Linked DNA regions of Zea mays: region 2 is linked to region 1. A link is a contact called in public Hi-C data. All regions are on one chromosome and are shown on one strand. Each heading gives the region's core, a stretch centred on a gene start, on an enhancer-like site or on the middle of the called end of the contact. The rest is flanking DNA. Distances are from core to core; before and after follow the strand shown. Region 1 holds the start of LOC103651012 (probable mannose-1-phosphate guanylyltransferase 3). Region 2 holds the start of LOC100285661 (acyl-coenzyme A oxidase 2).

Evidence for each region. Hi-C and Micro-C count contacts between places; a contact is called where the count stands out from the background.
Region 2: a Hi-C map of leaf shows a contact between it and region 1, with 5 times the contacts expected there. The contact joins the promoter of LOC100285661 here to the promoter of LOC103651012 in region 1. A contact is called at or near these places in 2 of 25 Hi-C or Micro-C datasets (ear and leaf).

Annotation. Positions count from the first base shown.
Region 1 is chr3:184,786,968-184,791,524 of Zm-B73-REFERENCE-NAM-5.0, forward strand. It overlaps LOC103651012 (probable mannose-1-phosphate guanylyltransferase 3), which reads right to left and starts at 2,445. Exons shown (of 5, transcript NM_001319759.1): 1 at 2,302-2,445; 2 at 1,843-1,987; 3 at 1,432-1,494; 4 at 1,115-1,354; 5 at 190-1,045. The coding sequence starts at 1,953. The coding sequence ends at 374.
Region 2 is chr3:185,043,363-185,047,919 of Zm-B73-REFERENCE-NAM-5.0, forward strand. It overlaps LOC100285661 (acyl-coenzyme A oxidase 2), which reads right to left and starts at 2,734. Exons shown (of 13, transcript NM_001158552.1): 1 at 2,121-2,734; 2 at 1,055-1,172; 3 at 853-960; 4 at 602-774; 5 at 338-437; 6 at 186-260. The coding sequence starts at 2,611. It overlaps LOC100383526 (Protein HESO1), which reads right to left. Exons shown (of 9, transcript NM_001176174.1): 9 at 3,963-4,557. The coding sequence ends at 4,101. It overlaps LOC103651016 (a long non-coding RNA gene), which reads left to right and starts at 2,900. Exons shown (of 2, transcript XR_564529.3): 1 at 2,900-2,998; 2 at 3,228-3,675.

The DNA of each region.
Region 1 (4,557 bases), core at 1,195-3,694:
TTACTTTGGACCACGTTTTTTTAACTTATTCTTCCTATTGTATTGAACTTCTGCAGATCAATGGTCCAAAACCTCCAAGCTCAGTATATCACAATGACTCTGAAATATGATTGACACTCAAGTACTAAACTTTTCAACAAAGAACAAGATACATTGTCAATAGTTTTTAGCAAGCGAATACGTATGATTGACACTCAAGTACTAAACTTTTCAACAAAAAACAAGATACATTGTCAATAGTTTAACAAGAGACCAAGTATGAAGCTGTTTGCATTAGATCGAAGATACCAAGCAATATCGTTTATAAAAGGGGATCTGCAATCCTCCCTTCGTCAAAGAAGTTAAGAATGTACTGTAGCTAAAACTGGAGAGCTCACATGACGATCTCAGGCTTCAGAATGCTTGACTTGATCTCTTTATGTGGGAGAACAACACCGCCATTGCTGTACACCTCATCACACACATGAACATCCTCCCCCAGGATAGTCATATTCTCTATCCGTGCCCATTGACCAACAGTTGAGTGCCAACCGATAATGCTGTTTGAGATGCAAGCATGCTTCTTGATACGCACGCCGCGCATGACAGTGCAGCGGGAAAGCCTCACGCCGTCCTCCACAACACACCCAGGTCCAATGGCGACATCAGGACCAATCAGACAACCTTCTCCAATCTTGGCGCTCTCATGCACCAGCACATTGCCAACAACATGTGCTCCAGTAGCTAGCTTGGCAGCTGATTTCTTCCTAATCGAGTCTAGATAAAGACGCAAGCCAGTAATGTAGTCCCTAGGCTGACCAACATCCATCCAAAAACCTGGAAGGACCATTGCATAGAGCTGTTGATCAGCTGCAATTTGAGGGAAGACCTCTTTCTCAATTGATGTTGGCCTCAGCTCAATGCGGTCAAGGACAGATGGGTTCAGTAAGTAAATCCCAGCATTGATCTTGTTACCCACAAATATTTTTGGCTTCTCAACAAACCTTTCCACCCTGCCAGTTGCCTCCTCCATAACCACAACACCGTATTTTGATGGTTCATCCACCTATATGAAAAGAAAATTCAGATCACATATGCGGGCTGATTCCACAAGAAAATGTCAAAAAGGATTTACCTTAGTGACCATAATTGTTGCCTCACCACCATGACACTTGTGAAATTTGATGAGTTCAGCAAATGGGTATTCGCTTATGACATCACTGTTGAGGACAAAGAATGGCTGGCCAGATCCATCCGCAAGCTTGTCCCTTGCTAGAGCAAGAGGGCCAGCGGTTCCTAAGGGCTCAGTCTCTTGGGAGCATGTAATTGTGATGCCAAGCTTATCCTCAAAGTCCTTCAAGAAATTAATCATTACCTGGAAGACATATAACACACCAATTAGATCATAGAAGCCAGACCCAATTGCGACAATAACTGCTCTGTTATTTCTACCTCTGGGCGGTAGTTGATAGCCAAAACCACCTCTGTGACCCCAACTTCTTTCAAAGCTTCGATCTGCACAGAATGAATAAGTTTGAATCTTTCCAGCGACCACCACACATGCAAAAAAAAATAAAAACACTTGATTGATGTTTAAATATGTACTTGGACACAAAGCAAAATTCCTAGTCCCTCTATCCTAAATTATAGGTCGTTTTGACTGTTCTAGATAAAAGTAATAGTGGGATGGCTAAATTATTTCTAAGCTAACTCCTGGCACATCAAAAGCTAATGATGATGGATGCTGGCATGACGCCAGCAGTGGGATTGGGTTAAAAAACACACCAAAGCGACTATAAATATGTAGCCATATCTAGAATGTTCATGCTGTATCAGCGTAATAACGAGTAAGAGTAACTTCACCTGGTGCAGAATCATGGGCTTGTTTGCAAAATCCACGAGGGGTTTCGGGAAGCTCAGAGTCAAAGGCCGAAGGCGGGTTCCGAAACCCCCGACAAGAATGAGGGCCTTCATTGTGAAGCACCTCCTTTCCTTCCTCCCTCGATCCCTATTGCCGCAAATCACAAGCCAGATAACATGATGCCGTCAAGCCCGCATCAGAACACAACAAAAGAATCGAAAAATGGGTAGTAAAACCGATCTGCAAGGGGCTTAACCGAACCCTTCGAATTAGTTCGGTACAAATAAAGCTCCCCCCGCGCGCCCCGAGTGCCGAACCCTATGGCGGCAACCGGAACCGATGGATTTTTGATCTCACGCGCCTAGGAAGGCTAAACAAAATCGGGACCAACTGAAACGGAGGAGGGAGAGGATCAAGGGGCCAGGGCTATAAGCGCTTGCGAATAGAAGAAGAGAAAGTACCAGGGGGGAAGCGGACGGCGGAAGTGAGACTTGGGGACGCCGGCCTCTCCTTGAGCGGTCCCACTCCACTACCCTTTCCGGCCACCGGCGAAGAGGGGCACCCACCAGAGAGACCAGACCGCTGCGCGAGGCTGCCGCTTCTGGCTTGGCTTGGCTTGGCGATTTCTCCTAGCTCCAGCGAGAAGGCCCGCTATATAGGGCCCACGGTTTCCCCCCGCCCTTTGCCCCTTTTGACCTTCACCCGGAGCCGGGGCGGACACGTCAGCGGTGTAGCGCTGGCATTACGTTCTCCGCTCGTCGCACTCGCCCGTCTACAACATACAACTCTCTGTCATTTTATTTTCTCTTGCGTGGTTTACTACCGAGACCTGGGCCGTCGAGGCGACATCGCCGGCTTCGCGCCATCGGGAATAGTACAGTACTAGCGTGTTTTCTGCGAGCTCGGACCGGAGGCGTCACCGCATCACACACGTTCCTTCTTCCTTCGTCGACGCAAAAGCAGGCGCTTGCTTCTTCCGGTCCAGTTTGCCATGGCCGCTATGCTTTCCCGAGCTCAAGGCACCGGAGTCGCCTGTCTGTGTGCATGTGCAAAAGCTAGAGTGAGGCCGAGCTGAAGTGCTGATGAAGCGCGGGCCTTTTCCGGGGTTTTTTTTCCTTCTATTTTTCTAACGGCGACGGCGCGACGAAGTACTACGAGTGCACCAATGGTTTCAGCATATTCTAACAGCTGATTCCTCGACGCCGCGGGCATGGACCACCTTCCCGTGCTTGGGGGCTCGCAGTTGCGCCATGCACGCACCTTGTGATGCGTCGCGAAACCCGGCAGATCTCGGGCCTTTTGAGGTCAACCGTGCTGCAGTGTCGGTGAATCCAAGGAACCGGCCGGGAGGCATCGACGGGCAATGAATGGATCTGCGACCGACTGATTTCGTGCCTGTGTTTCTGCTGAATTCTAAAGTATGAGTATATTACTTGCGTTGCGACGTAGCCCGAGCCCTGAACTCTGAACTACTGTTTAGCTGAATCCTGTAATTTCAGTTTTTATTTCTTCACTTTGAGCTCTGTCAGACCAACCTGAAGCCTAAATGTCTTGTTGATATGCAAAAAAAAAATATATGGCATGTCTTGTTGTACATGGAAGACAGGTATGGTTACCTTCTTATATGAAAGAAAAAATAGCAACGATGGGCCCTTTTCACACGTCTTGATGCACGGCTTCTGCACCTTTTTCTCGTTGCATGGACCGACAAACAGCTCTCTTTCAGTATTAATCTCTTAGGCCCAGTTTTGTTCCAACTAAAGTTTAGATCCTGTACAAAATTTTATGTTGTTTGGTTGTAGGGACTAAATACATTAAATGCAACACATAAAGATTAAAATATCTATCTTTTTTTTCTTGTTTCATGTGTATGACGTCAGTTTTCTAGGTAAGGACATTTGGACTAATTTTTGCCCTTACTAGAGACTAAAGTCAATTAGTCCCTATTTTAGTCCTTCCGTATAGCAAAATAGGGACTAAATGAGACTAAAAACTTGGGACTAAAGATTAATCCCTCTAACCAAACAAGTCCTTAGTTGTCAGTGCATTATTACAACTGCACAATATGCCTAGAGCATATAGGAGAAATATAAACGTGAAGGAAAATTACAAGATTACCGGCACCATTCACCTTAGATTAGGACATCAAATAGTAGTAGAAGTAACAATGCCAAACACTAAACCTTCATCATTGATTCACTCAAATCCGCAGACAAATTGTCTATCACTTGAGTGACAAGCAGTACGACCAGATGAAATCTGGAATGAATAAGAAAACCTTGAATGGTTTATCTATCAAGCTCCTAGAAGTTCGGCATAGGATGTATACAGTTTATCTCTAAAAAAACCAAAAGAGGTCAGTTCTCCCATCTATTCTCTATTGTACCAAAGTGATTTGAAATGAAATCTTTTCAAATTCAACTTTTTGTGGGCGGACAGTTGCTTAGATATATATAGGCAGAAGCATAATGCAATAGTCAATTCAATCCACACATATACATATATTGTAATTCGCTTCCTTCCATCATGGACAAAAGGCATTCCATCTCTCTAGTTCCCGAGATTAAGCACCATTTTCGTTGGATCTCAAACACACACAAAAACTTGTAAACAGCAGTAAAACGAATACAGAAATGAGCATGGATAAGGTTTTTGAAGATAAAGCCATGTATGCACCAATATTCTAACCAGCACATTAAGAATATGCTCCCTCAAAA
Region 2 (4,557 bases), core at 1,484-3,983, 260 kb after region 1:
CAAAATGAGTGATGTTCCACTTCGGTCAAGCTGGTCGGTTACCTTTTATTGGGACAAATTTGATTAACTGCCTCGTTAAATTGGATAAGTAACTTACTGCAAGATTGGGGGACTATATTTGTTAAATTCATCAGCAAAACATTTTTTCCTGTGTTTACAAGAGAAGAAAATGCCTTGCAACACACCTTTGAAATGTAGACTGAGTTAACTGCAATGTTTACTCGACCAAGTGTAAGCGGAGATAGGAAAGCTGCAAACCTCTGCAAATCAAGATTGCATTTCTTAAGAAAAAGAAGAATAAGAAATCCTGGTAACATATTCAGAGAGATAGAGGGACCTGATCTGGATTATCTATCATGCTAACATATCGCCCATCTGGCAAAACATCAGCAACCAAATTAAGCAAGTTCTCACGAGGAACACGTATATTCTGAAACCTGGTATAGAAGTAAAAAGTAAGATATGATATACATTAAATGATGTATATAACACTGTTTTTAAGGCGTCGCCTAGGCATCCAGGCGGTGGTCCAACGCCTTGTCTCGCCTTACCGCTTTAAAAACCATGGTATATAATAATACAAAAAAATACAAGTACTCACCAAATCCGCCCATTATCAACGCCATTCAGTCCAATCTTATGGCCACAGTCAGCTATATGGATATTAGGCAACACAGTTCCATCTTCATCCCTAATTTGAGCTACAAAAGCATGAACTCCTTCATTTCTCCCATTTATATGAAGTTGACAAAAGACTATTGTATGTGTTGCATGCTGCAAAAGGGCATGGAAATCTTTAGCAAGTTGTGACTGAATGCAGAGTGCAGATGCACACATTTTCTTAATTCTTACATTGGCAGCTCCACCAATCCAGTACTTCTGAGCTGATTCACATGGAGTATTTATGATGAACTCTCTTGTTTCTGAATCATAAGTTGCTATTGTTTCTATTCCTCGCACCTTTTGTAACAAAGAAACAGCAACAGAACTTAATCAGCACAGTTAGTGAGATTATACCGTAAAAAGTATGCTTAGCCCAAATCTATGCACGTACATTGCTTCCATGGCCTAGTTCTGTCATTGCAAAACAACCCTTGATATCATAATTTTCCGTGGCAACCAACCACTTGTCATGGTGGCGCTTTGTTCCAAGAAACTTGATGGCACTGCCCCTGGAACACATAGAGAAATTTAATAAACTAAACATGAGAAGATTGCAAACAAAAGAACTCCATACAACACTGGTAAACTCTACACAACAAGTGGCTTACTGCTGTACTACAAGAACATTCTCACCAAAGGAAATAAACCTAACAAAAACATGCTGGCTTCTTTAAGAGTCAAGACCATTCCTGTAGTATCATTGCTAAGCATTCACTTTAAACAAAGTTAATATAAAGACCCAAATGATCATCTGGTCTTGAAAATCTCTGTAAAACTGTTATAACCTCAGACACAGACCTGTTTGTTTTGGACCCTAGAAAAGCTACCTGGCCCAGGCAACAATTCCATGCACCCAAAATTTACTTGTGTGCGGCTAGATGATAAATTCTAGTAGCAGAATGATACAGAAAGGCATCCTGGTGCTGACATAAACCGTGGCTTCCAGCTGGTCAACGCCAGCACCATCACTATTAATTATTCCCTCCATCCTAAAATACAAGGTACCGTAGAAATTTTAGGACAGATTATGCAGTAAAACAAATGACCAATAACCCTCCCTTAACTATAGAGAGATCTTGTGCTTACTATATTTTGAACCTAGTGGTACACACTAATGGCAGGTCCGCATGTGGTTGGTGCTTTGGGAGAGTTAATTCACCTAGAATACCTTATAACTTGAGACAAATTTTAAATGCTTCGGTATAGGGAGTACAAAGCAATAGGCTTCGTGTGCATTTTGTTTCTGTTTCATTGCGGTTTGTCTATCTCAAGGACCTGAAGATTTCCTGTAGCCCGTTGGGGGCGTGTCTACCGTTTAGGGAAAACACAAACCACCCAAAAGAATTAGCGCATCGAAAACACCGGATGGAACTTTTAAACCGCAGGCAGAAAGCATAAGCAATCAGTTATACGAAGGACCCAGAATAACGCTGGAAATAGCTAGCAGCAAAAATTACCAGAGGAAGAAGTGGACGCCAATCTTGATGGCGAGAGAGTGGTCATAGATGGCGATGCAGTCGAGGAGCGCTAGTTTGCGGAGCTCGGCGGCAGCGCCGTCCTCGGTGAGCCACCCGCGGAACACGCCGCGCCGATTCAGGTACGCGATCCGCCGCATGGTGGCCTCCCGCTGCCCTTCCTTGCCGTCGTTGAAGTCCGGCGCCACGAACACCCTGGATCCCGTCCGCGAACTCCGGCTGCGGAAAAGGGGGCTCTCCTCCATGGCGCGGAAGAGCCAGTCCCGCGTGGGCAGGTCGTGCCCGTCCAGCAGAAGCCTGAGGTCGGCCGGCGCAAACGCCGCCGGCCGCTCCGTGGACTCCGGCGGGACGTAGCTGAGGCAGCAGGAAGGTTCCAGGGGGCTGCTCGCCGGGATGGGGGCGGCGGCCGCGGCGAGGTGGCGCGCGATGGCGGCGGCGCGGCGCGCCGCGGGCGACGGCGAGGTGAGGTCCATCGCGGAAGGGTTGGGAGCTTGCGGTTCGGAACGGAACGGAGGAGACGGAGCAGTGCCGTGGAGGTCTGGGTGATCGACGGGATTGCTGGTGAGAGCGGGACAAGGAAGCAACAAAACAACCTTGAGGTAAACGATGCGGCGCGATGAGACGAGTTGTTGAGTGACGATGACGAAGACGAACGAGACAATCCAAGTCGGGTGTCAGAAGAAACCGAGAAATCGCGCCAATGATACAGAGTATATGCGCCGAGTCAGCGTGAGGTTGCATCTCGGCACACGTTTCTTTGAGGATAGGGGAGAACAGTTTTTTTTTATGGAAGAACGGTTTGACAAAGCTTGTCAGTTGAAGCCTTTGGTCGTTCATGGGTTTTCTCCACTCCTCTTGAGGTGATCACATGCTGGCCCTCTTTTTTTTTCCTTGACAAGTCAAGAAGCAACAAAAATTACAGCATATACCAAGATGCAAATCTTTTTTTAGAAGTTTAAAACATTTTTTTAGAACAAAACTGTCGGTTGCTAGCTTCATTCATATATAGTTCGATTTTCTAGTCTAAGAGCATCTTTAAGAGACTCTTTATTTTTTACTCTCTATTTGACTCTTTATTTGTCTCTCCAGTTACAATCGAAGTTCAACCGAAAGGGAAGTGCAATCCTAAGAACACAAGAATTTCACAGGAGTAGGATAGGAATTTTACAAGTTTTCGTTTAAAAACGCAGGAAAGACACAGGATTCAGGAAATAATCGTTCAATCCAAAGAAGCCCTAAGTTTGAAGAGAAAGCTCTCAAGTTCAGTGTGTTCAGATGCCGCCGTCATGTTTCCTGCGAGTATCCTGGTCCTCCTTCCATAACTAAAAGATATTCCTGCTGGAAACAGAGTAAACTTGAGTAGTTTTGTTTGCAGTTGCGCTACTTGTTCAGTTAGTTGAGAGTTGTTGGTGGGTCATGACCGATCATTTTCGTGGACGATTTTTATCCTTACAGCCAGGATCAATCATGGTGCTATTGTGCTACTAGATTCTCCGTATGGCAGAATGAAAGTAGGGTTGTAATTGAGATTTCAAGATATGTTGTTTACTTCCGCGTGAAAAAAAAAAACAGTTGGACTGTTGGATTTTGTGGACCTAAGCCAATAGAGAAAAAACAATTGATTCCTAAAAAATCTTAAAAGCTCATATATGGCGTGAGGCAGCTTTTTACATGATGAATATTTCTGCGTGTCATGGACCAGCTATTGTACTTTATTTACATGATACGTGAGCATACGGAGAAGGGCGATGAATTTCTGAGACACGATAAATAAACCCAATCACACCTTAAAAAAAATTAATTGACACATACTACGAACCGACTGCTAACAGCAATTTTTACATAAGGAAGAGTTGTCCACCAGTAAAGAAGTGCTAGAATTTTTTACACAAGGAAGAGCTGCCCAGCAGTCAAAATCCAGCCGATTTGCCTGTTACTACTATCCTCCTGAGATGCTGACGGCTACCTTCGCAGAGCTGCACTGCCCGGTGCTTGGGACCTTGAGTCCCATGTCGATCCGTTGTTAAACTGTCCACGAACGGGCTCGTACCTCGCTGCCGTCGCAGAAAGCCTGTTATTCTGATGGTTTGATGGGTATCCCTTTCGCCGCTGCTGATTCTGGTGCGGACCGTCGGTTTGGAACCCTGCATTATACACCTGTTGATTGTGGATCTCATATATTCCTCCAGGTGGCAACCCTGCTCTATAAGCATGGACTTGATTATGGCTTTGGTATGGCCCTGTTTGAAACCCAGTAGCGTATACCTGCTGATTATGATTCTGGTAGGGTTCAGCTGTCTGGGACCAAGTAGGATACACCTGTCGAGCAGTATGGTTCTGGTAAGGCGCGGTCTGATGCACTGCAGTATTTGTTACTTGATTGCGGATGGCTGTTTGCCGAACTGTTGTCGGCTGCACA